Regions from separate parts of the Mus musculus genome. Here region 2 is linked to region 1. Evidence: chromatin contacts called from public HiChIP or PLAC-seq data. All regions are on one chromosome and are shown on one strand. The core of a region is the stretch at or near the end of the contact, and the rest is flanking DNA. Distances in the headings are between cores, read along the strand shown. Region 1 overlaps Zfand3 (zinc finger, AN1-type domain 3). Region 2 overlaps Btbd9 (BTB (POZ) domain containing 9).

The links. HiChIP or PLAC-seq counts read pairs in DNA pulled down with a chosen protein or histone mark.
Region 2: a contact with region 1 is called in a PDX1 HiChIP or PLAC-seq map of a beta-TC-6 cell line, with 3 times the contacts expected there. The contact joins two enhancer-like sites. A contact is called at or near these places in 1 of 39 promoter capture datasets (hippocampal neurons), 1 of 15 datasets of contacts at CTCF or cohesin (the NIH/3T3 cell line), 4 of 484 Hi-C or Micro-C datasets (the AML12 cell line, cerebellar granule neurons, nephron progenitors and 1 more), 1 of 115 datasets of contacts at active chromatin or transcription factors (a beta-TC-6 cell line) and 1 of 9 other capture datasets (liver).

What each region holds. Positions count from the first base shown.
Region 1 is chr17:30,109,483-30,113,984 of GRCm38.p6, forward strand. The region is part of intron 2 of Zfand3 (zinc finger, AN1-type domain 3); the gene reads left to right. Among named protein-coding and RNA genes, the nearest start is that of Zfand3, 110 kb to the left of the region's middle. Within about 2 kb of position 1,364, at least 16 of the 459 cell types and tissues checked have an H3K27ac peak or open chromatin away from gene starts, as enhancers often do.
Region 2 is chr17:30,304,408-30,308,329 of GRCm38.p6, forward strand. All of the region lies in intron 7 of Btbd9 (BTB (POZ) domain containing 9), which reads right to left. Among named protein-coding and RNA genes, the nearest start is that of Btbd9, 270 kb to the right of the region's middle. Within about 2 kb of position 2,669, at least 13 of the 459 cell types and tissues checked have an H3K27ac peak or open chromatin away from gene starts, as enhancers often do.

The sequences.
Region 1 (4,502 bases), core at 114-2,613:
ACCTGATGTTTGTGTTCTGCTGGGGAGAGATCTGCACTCATTTAAACAGGGAAACCCAGTCCTTTTCTAGGCAGACATTTCTTTTTTTTTTCTTTTTTCTTTTCTAGGGGTTAATAATCTTCTTATGTTTTACCTTTCAGCCAAAGATATGGACCTGTTTGTTTTATATAAATATTATTAACTATATTTTTTCAAATTATAGAAAATAATTTCCATGCCAGCATTTATTTATTTATTTATTTATTTATTTATTTATTTATTTATTTATTTATTTATTTGAGACAGGGTTTCTCTGTGTAGCCCTCACTGTCCTAGAACTCACTCTGTAGACCAGGCTGGCCTCAAACACAGAAATCCGCCTGTCCCTTGCAAGCACCACCACTGCCTGGCACATTTTTGGATCTTTAGTTTTGAATTTTGTTCTTCTTTTTTTTTTTTTCCCAAATACTTAATCCTGTTTTCCCCTTAAAGTGTATTTTTTTTTTCTGGAAGATGTGTGTAGATTCTCTTCTTTGCAGACTTTGGGGGTCTATATTTGTTGGGGGAACTAAGACACTGTACTTTTACCATCCAGTAAGCTGTTTTGTTAATACTACATGAATCTTAGCAAGTTAAATGTGACTTTCAGGATGAGAGAGGTCAGATCTTTGAGCAGACTCCTGAATTTCATTCTCCTCTGGTTTTCATATTTCTACCTTCTGTACATTTAAGAGTGAAACACAAAGCTTCCTAAGCTGTGCTTTTTAGCTGTGGACTGGCCCATGTGGCTCAGGCCTTAGATAAAACCAGAAATAATCGTCAGGTCGTAGTTTTCTAGTGAACTGTTGCATGGGGTTGAAATGTGGCTGTATGTAGGCTTCTTGTTTTCCTGCTTGTAGAATGATGATAATTGTACTGCCTCCAGGACTGTGGTAGCTGCAAGGTGATGTGTGTGTTGGCTGCCTTCTTAGAGCTAGGGCATAATAATTTGTGATCCAGCACCGATCAGCTTGATGATAAAAGCACGTTGGCAGTTATCTCATAAAGTGTGGTGCTTATGTGACATTTTGGTCATGGCAAGGAAAGCCGCACAGCATCGTGAATGGCGTTTACAGTAGAGTAGAAGCACCCGCTTTCCAAAGTGATCATGCGGGGGTCCAGGGTTCTTAAAGGGAAACTTAGAATCTCTTCTCATTTCGCCTCTTTGCTCATTACACAGTCTCGTACTGTGCAGATTGCTGCAGGTCTTCTCACCAAATGAGTTTTGTATCTCTAAGTTAATTTTCTGCCAGAATCACTTGAGGCTGATGACCGGTGTTTGCGTAGCCATTAAGCACACTGCCAGGATATGTCCACTCCTTTCCACCGCTCCCATTAAACAGCTGTCACAGATTTGCAGATCTGCCCCCTTGCTCTGCATTAATTGTAGGGAATCATAGGGTACAGTGTAAGCTGACCTGTGGAGGAGTTGGTCAGGTTGTCGTCAGTGCTCGGAAGGGAAATGCAAATCTGTCATCTGGTGGATCAGATTTATTAGAGCTTCATAGTTACATAACTAGAAAAGATAGGGAAGGAATTGAATTGTTCGAATGCTGGGCCTTGGTGAACCTTTCCTTGCTTCATTCCAGAACTTGCAGCCAGTAATATTTAACAGTTCTGAGCAGCACATATTGGAGGAGTCTCGGGTTAGAAGCTCTCATTAAAGTTGTATATAGCACCCTGCTGAGCTTTACAATTGGTTTTGAAATGAAAATCTGTTAGATTAGAGCAAATATTATCCTAGCTGTGGTGATAAGTAATGTGGAAAAGATTAATGGTTTGTCTGTGAAGCCAGTGAGCATTGAGCCTGCTGCTTCAGTGCCCTGTTTGAAAAGGTTGGGGTGAGAGAGGAATCAGAAGAAAGGAGGATGGTGATTCCACAGCCCCTTCCCCTTGATAACACCAAGGCAGCTTTAAGTTTCAGTTATTCCCACAAGGATAAGGTAGACCCTGGTAGGACCTGGCTCTGTCAGTGGAATTGAAAAGCTGTGCTTCTGTCCTGTCCGCGGATATACTTCCCTTCTTCTCCTCAGGTAGGTGGTGGTCTGTGATCTCTCTCAGGAACAGACACCTGAGGATCATGGGTAAACATGAGCAGCAGCAGAGGGAACGTCTCACTTCCTCACCCATGACACACACCACATTGGAGGTGATGGGGATGCCGGCACCACCTAAGATTTCACTCCACAGAGCTGCCAAGGGCGGCCCTTGATTCCTCCGTCCAGTTACAAGCACTCTGTTCTCTGAGACCATCTGTTGAAGCAAGGAGAGTAGCGTCCACACTGTTGAGTGCAGTGTGCCCTGGCAGAGCAGGGTGGTTTTGGCATTTGGTGAGCCCTCAGCACCTGTACAGCATAGTGGACTTAGGACAGTGTCCCCACCTTCCTGACCTTGGCATTTGGAAGTTAAGTATCTCCTTAACAACACTAAATTAATTAATTAATTAATTAATTTATGTTAGATTTCTTAAAGTATGACATCCTGTAAGCTCTTATTCAAAGTTTTCTGTATCAGCAGCACCCTCCCCCCCCAGGATCTTGTTAGAGAAATGCAGGTCAGACCCGGTCACTGACCTGTGACATAAGTCAAGGAGAACCAGCATTTAGCCGAGACCATAGAATTACTGCAGGTCAGAGTTTGAGAAGCTCTGTGGTGAGCCACACTTGCTTTTTTGAAATAAGCATCAATGTATTTTTCTTTTTGTCCAAAGCAAACAAGAAGGCTGTTAAGAAAACAGAAGGAGAAGCTTCTGATTGTGAGTTTAGTGTCAGTGCAGCTCTGTGCTGCTCGGGACTGCGTCTCCTCCTTCATGGAGATGCTGCTTATAGATGCAGTTACTTCTCCCTACGCCTACAGCACACACAGGCCAGCTCTTTGCAGGCATTTAAGAAACAACAGCTACTATCTATTAAGTGTTTTATTGTGTTCCAGACACTATACTAAATTTATAAAGTAATTTACCTTACCTGATGGTGATGATAGTGATGGATGTCCATCTTTTCCTGTAAAGACTACCACCTACCTCATTGGAGACATCATCTGTCTTTGGCCTAGAGTTTACCAATAGGCTACACTGGATTTCGGGCAAACTTCAAGGGCCCTCCCCTCTCTGCTTCTGTAGTATTGGCCTTAAAAGTGTGGCAATCACAAACACGTACCACCACATCTAGCATTTTTTAATGTGGTTTCTGCGGATTGAACTCAGGTCTTCACTTTACCAATTGAGCTTTTCCTCAATTGAGCTTTCCCCCCCTCTCTTTTTTTTTTAAAAATGAGGAAGTAGACCCAGAGAACTTAAAGGAACTTTGTTAGTTCACTTAGCTCCTAAATCTTAATGAAATGCAGAGTGGTTTGTTTGAATGTAAAGACTAAGTAGCTTGCATTTCTTTCCCTCAGCCTGTTTCTACTGGCAAGCACAGAGTGCACACTTTTCATTGACTTGGACTGAGCAACTTTAGGACCGCTTGGTGCTTTGGTCCTATTGGACAAAGCATGTTTTGATAATAGGAGATGAGCGTTCTGGTGTAGCTCTGCCCCTGACTGTCTGGTGTCTCTTGCCCTTGGTTGCCCTGCAGATAGGTGTGTCTCCTTCCACAGAGTATGATTTGCAGGACATGTTATCTGTACCACCAAACACTCAGCATGAGTCTGTAAAGCAAGGAGGCTTTACAGATGAGACAGTCAGATGCTGAGCAGAGGTTGGGGGATTCTTCATTGTTTTTATTCAGAAAACTTGACTGGCGAGGGACCTGTGCTTGTGTGTGAGGCGTATTTTAAGGCAGACATCCCTCTCTTTGTTGGGAATAGTGGATCTGATTGACGCATCAGTCACTGTTGTCAGTTACAGTTTAGTACTTTAAAAAGTCATGAAAACAGAGGTACACGAAGTGACACATATGTTAATGAGCTTGATTTAGCCATAGCATAGTACCTATTTTAGAATAACATTGTGTATGATAAAATACGTAACTTTCTCAATTTAAAATATTCAGAAAAAAATTGAAAAGTTTTACAGTGTATACTAGGCAACAAGGAAGCACTTTGGCAAGAAAAAAAAATAACCAAAGAGTAAGATCTGTTTCATATACTTATAGGAAAAATGTCATTGCTTGTGAAAAATAAGAATTAGGTCAGGACAAAATATAGCTTCAGTGTTTTAAGTAAGTGGTAGCTGCACTTGCTCTCTGCCCAGGCTTTGGTCTCTAGTATGTGTTCTCACTAGTAAGCGTCTCCATCAATACAGCAAAAGAAAAACTTTTTAGAGTTTTCATGATATTCACCAGTTGAAGACATCGTTATAATAATATGCCTTTTCCAAAAATTCATTGCTCAACCTGGTAGTTCTGCTAAAGCGAATGTGTACCCAAAAGAATTGAACCCTAAGTAGGATACGTGACTAAGTATGTGTGTGTCACTTTTAGCTCGGGGCTTCTGGGCCTTATTTCTGAATTGCGTGGTATCTTCAGCAATAGGGACTTAACTTT
Region 2 (3,922 bases), core at 1,419-3,918, 200 kb after region 1:
GAACTTGCTGCTGACTAGACAAGCTTCCAAGGCAACTGCAACAGGGCCTTCTGCTGCATTCTTCAAAGGAAAAAGTCTCCACAGCTGCTTTGTCTTTAACAGCGGAACAGCTGTAAACGAACAATAGCTAATTAGAGAACAAGGCCATCTTTCTTGAAAGCTATCAAAACACAGCACAAATGTGTTTCTCAAAGTATGCGCCAAATTACACTGACTCCTGGTTTTATCTATGAGAAGAGAAGTCACTACCAACCATGTGTTACATCACATGTGAGGAAAAAGTCATTGATCATAAGCAGTGTGTGATCAATTGCCAAAGCTTCTCCCAGGCTTCTCAGGGAGAAGGATCCCACCTTCCCAAACCCAAACCCAGCCCAGAAAAATCCAGGGAGTAGCACTGAGTGCTCAGTCCCTGCAGAGGAGCCCTGGCCCCTACCCAGCCCTCTGTTCTACTTTCTTCTTGGTTTTCCTCTCTTTCGGTGAGTGCCATCCCACATCTGATCTCCTGTGCCAGCTCCCATCCTCACACTGCCACTTCTCACCACATCTGTCCACACCTCCCCATACACACACATTGTGCTTTCTCAATCATGCTGGCCTCCATCCTGCCCAGCACAAGAGAGCCAAGAGCTCTCCAGCCTTCGAATGTGCCCCAGCTCCATGCCTCAAACTGTCACCTCTGAAGTCCTAGCTCTGAATACTGCAGCTCTGGAAGATAACTCAGAGACAGGTATCCTCAGGAGCTGCAGAGAGGGGGGCTAAGGACAATGGACCTCACGTATGCACGCTGACAGAGGCCATCAAATTCACTCTGTGTTCACACTGGCCTTTGAAAGCCTGGGCAAAGGTATTTCCAGCTGTAAGAAGAGACAGCCAGGCATCCAGCCCTGTGTCTGAACTCAGGCAATTTTTCAATGCAGTGACACAATCTGCCAGAGAGAGACAACCTCTGCTCCGAGAGGTTTTCCGTACTGCTAGCCTGGAAAAATACCCAGCACACAACAGTCACTGGAACTGCACAGGAGGGTGTCGTGCTGTGCATGTGCTGTAAGATTTGCAGGGATTATTTTTCCTTATGTCTTGGAAGATACTGAAACCAACGAATGTCCTTGTTCCACGTTACTGGATTAAGTAGCTTGTCAGATCACAATCTTGTGACCAGAGAGTAGAGATGTCCTATTGGGGAGTAGCTTTTTACCCTGCTCAGGGAACAAGAATGTGCAAAAGCCTCAGAAAAGCCCCACAGATGCAGAAGTTTAATGCTCTTGTTAGGAAGTTATTATTATGTCTAACTACCCTTTAATAACCTGGTAGCTTGTCTCTAAGCTGGAGACTGCATCTGGTTCTGAATTCAACAAGTTTAAGTTAGATTGGTTCTAGGATTACAAATAGCCCTCAAGTCTTAAAATGTGAGAATGTTTCTCTTTTTTCTTTCTTTGTGTGTGTGTGTGTGTGTGTGTGTGTGTGTGTGTGTGGTTTTACGAGACAGGGTTTCTCTATGTAGCCCTGGCTGTCCTGGAACTCACTCTGTAGACCAGGCTGGCCTCCAACTCAGAGATCAGCCTGCCTCTGCCTCACGAGTGTTGGGATTAAAGGTAAGCGCCACCATGCCTGGCTTGTGAGAATGTTTCTTAAAATGTGAGAATGCATCACTGACTATAATATTTAAGCTTTCACTAAAAGTTGAAGCAATAGTGAAGAATTCAAATGTCACATGGGCTCCAGACATTACAGAGAAGCCACTCTGTATCTGCTTCCTGCATAGCCTCTTGAGGCCTAGAGAGAAGGCTCACAGGAACAGTGGGTTCTCAGAGGCTGTGGCCCCCTGTTGCCCTGGATGGCCTAGCAGAGAGGGATCTTGGGAGAACACAACTGGCCCGAGGAGAGAGGAGTGGGTCAGGGTAGGACAGCTTCTGACCACAGGGCTCTTTCACCAAGCCCCAGGGCATGGCCAAGGGAACAGCTTGTCTCTCAAGCCTCTCAGTGTTCAACTCAGGCACTATCAGAGCCATGGAGCTGAGGTGATGGTACACTGGGTTGGGGGGGGGGGCGGGTGTGCACTACTGGGAACGTGGGGAACATGGCTGCCCAGCTCCCAGGCTAGCCTAACACTCTCTCAGCACAAGGGTTGGAGGTACCAGAAAATGCCATGCCGAACCCACAGTTCACATGGCATTCTGGAGCCAAGGTTAATCTACACGGAGGAAATAAATGATGCTATGGCTTTTGTAAATTTAGAGTGTGGTTTTAAAAAGGTTTGTCTGAAATAGAATAAAACTTATCTTCCACTGCTCTTTAGTAGCCTATAGTCAGTGCTTGGGAGTATACAAAATAAACACAGCATTTTAAAATGACATTCTAATCCTTTTACATCTGTTAGGAAGATCTTGGTTCTGCATTCTAGCCCTCCCCAGCTCAGGTCTCCATACTTCAGGGAGAAATGGCAATTCCCCACCCACTCCACCTGCCCTATCTTCTGCTACAACAGGCAAAGGCTAGAGAGCAGAGACCCCCCCAAACTAATTGTGACTGTGAGTCCAGCTTTCTAGGCAATCTTAAGGAAGCCATTTAACCATCCTCGACTTCAATTCTCTATTGTGTGACAAGGAGAGCTGCCCCCTCTTTCTCTCCACCTTCTGTGACACTAGCTGCTCAGTTCGGTGAGGTTTGAGTTTCAGTTTCAAATGAGCTCTTCATGTCGTCCTTCCCTAGTAACCAAGAGCCAGGTCTTCCCTAAGGAATGGTGGGTAGGCCTGGGATTTCAAATCCGAGTCATACAAGGAGATCTGTGTGCTCAGGAGACACCACCTTGCGATTGTAAAAGGATTGGGGAAAGGAAGGAAGAGCCAATAACAATTCTACTGACCTGCAAAAAACTATTAGCACCTGCTAGTGTAATATGCAGCCGGCAGTTTCAGAATAACCGAGAAAGCAGTTCCCTCTGGTCGATATTTGCTGGGGACAGCAATTTCTGACCTACTGAATCAGATCAAGATCATCTGAGTCATTAGAGCAGAGACGTCTTTGTGCTCACGGTCCAGGGCCGAGCAGTCTCTTTTCCTTAAACAAAAGCTTCTGCCCATAGCTGCCTTCCGGGCTGGTTCTGCTTCAAGGTTCCAAGGGCTATCACAACGCAAGGAGTAAATCAAAACTCATTTAAAAAACAAGTCACAGCTGTAAGTGGGCTTACACTTTATCAGCAGTAAGCGACTGTGAGCGAGCGACAAATGCCAGGTGGCTGTCCCACTATTCTTAGGAGAAACAGGAGAAGAGAGGATCAGAAAGAGAGAGGGGAGAAGAGGAAAGGTCCCTCAAGTATTTAGATGGTCTTCAAATGTTCATCATTTCCTTGGGGTGTGCTCGTTGCCAAGCTGACAGATGTTGCAGGAAACCTGCACTGTTCTGAAGAAAGGCTAACCTTTCAAAAGTGGAAGGAGGCGGGGGAAGCCCACCGCTCAGCGAAGAGATGACATTAAACTGGCCAGTAAAGCACCCTTGGCGTGCTGGATCGGAAAGGTGGTGTGATAACCCTGCCACAGAGGACTGGCCTGGGAGACAGCTCATCTTACTATGACTTGCCTTACTCAGAGTGCAAACTGGTCTTTAACCTAAATATTATAATGTCCAAGGCAGTCCAAAGGCTGCTTATTATGGTTTCAAACCGTCATGTCCCTAAGTGATAAGATGCACAGCATTCCTCTGGGGAGTCATGGATAGACCATATGCCTCTCCCCCAGACTCATGCCCACATGCCTTCCCATTCATTCTTCCTTGTCACACTTCACATATACACACATTTGTGCATATATGTATGTATGTGTACACCAAACACACACAGACATACGTGTGCATGTATGCGGTTTTTCAGAGCAGACTTCACAACTGGGTGCAAACTTGCATCGCTCTTCTGTAGTCTAGATCC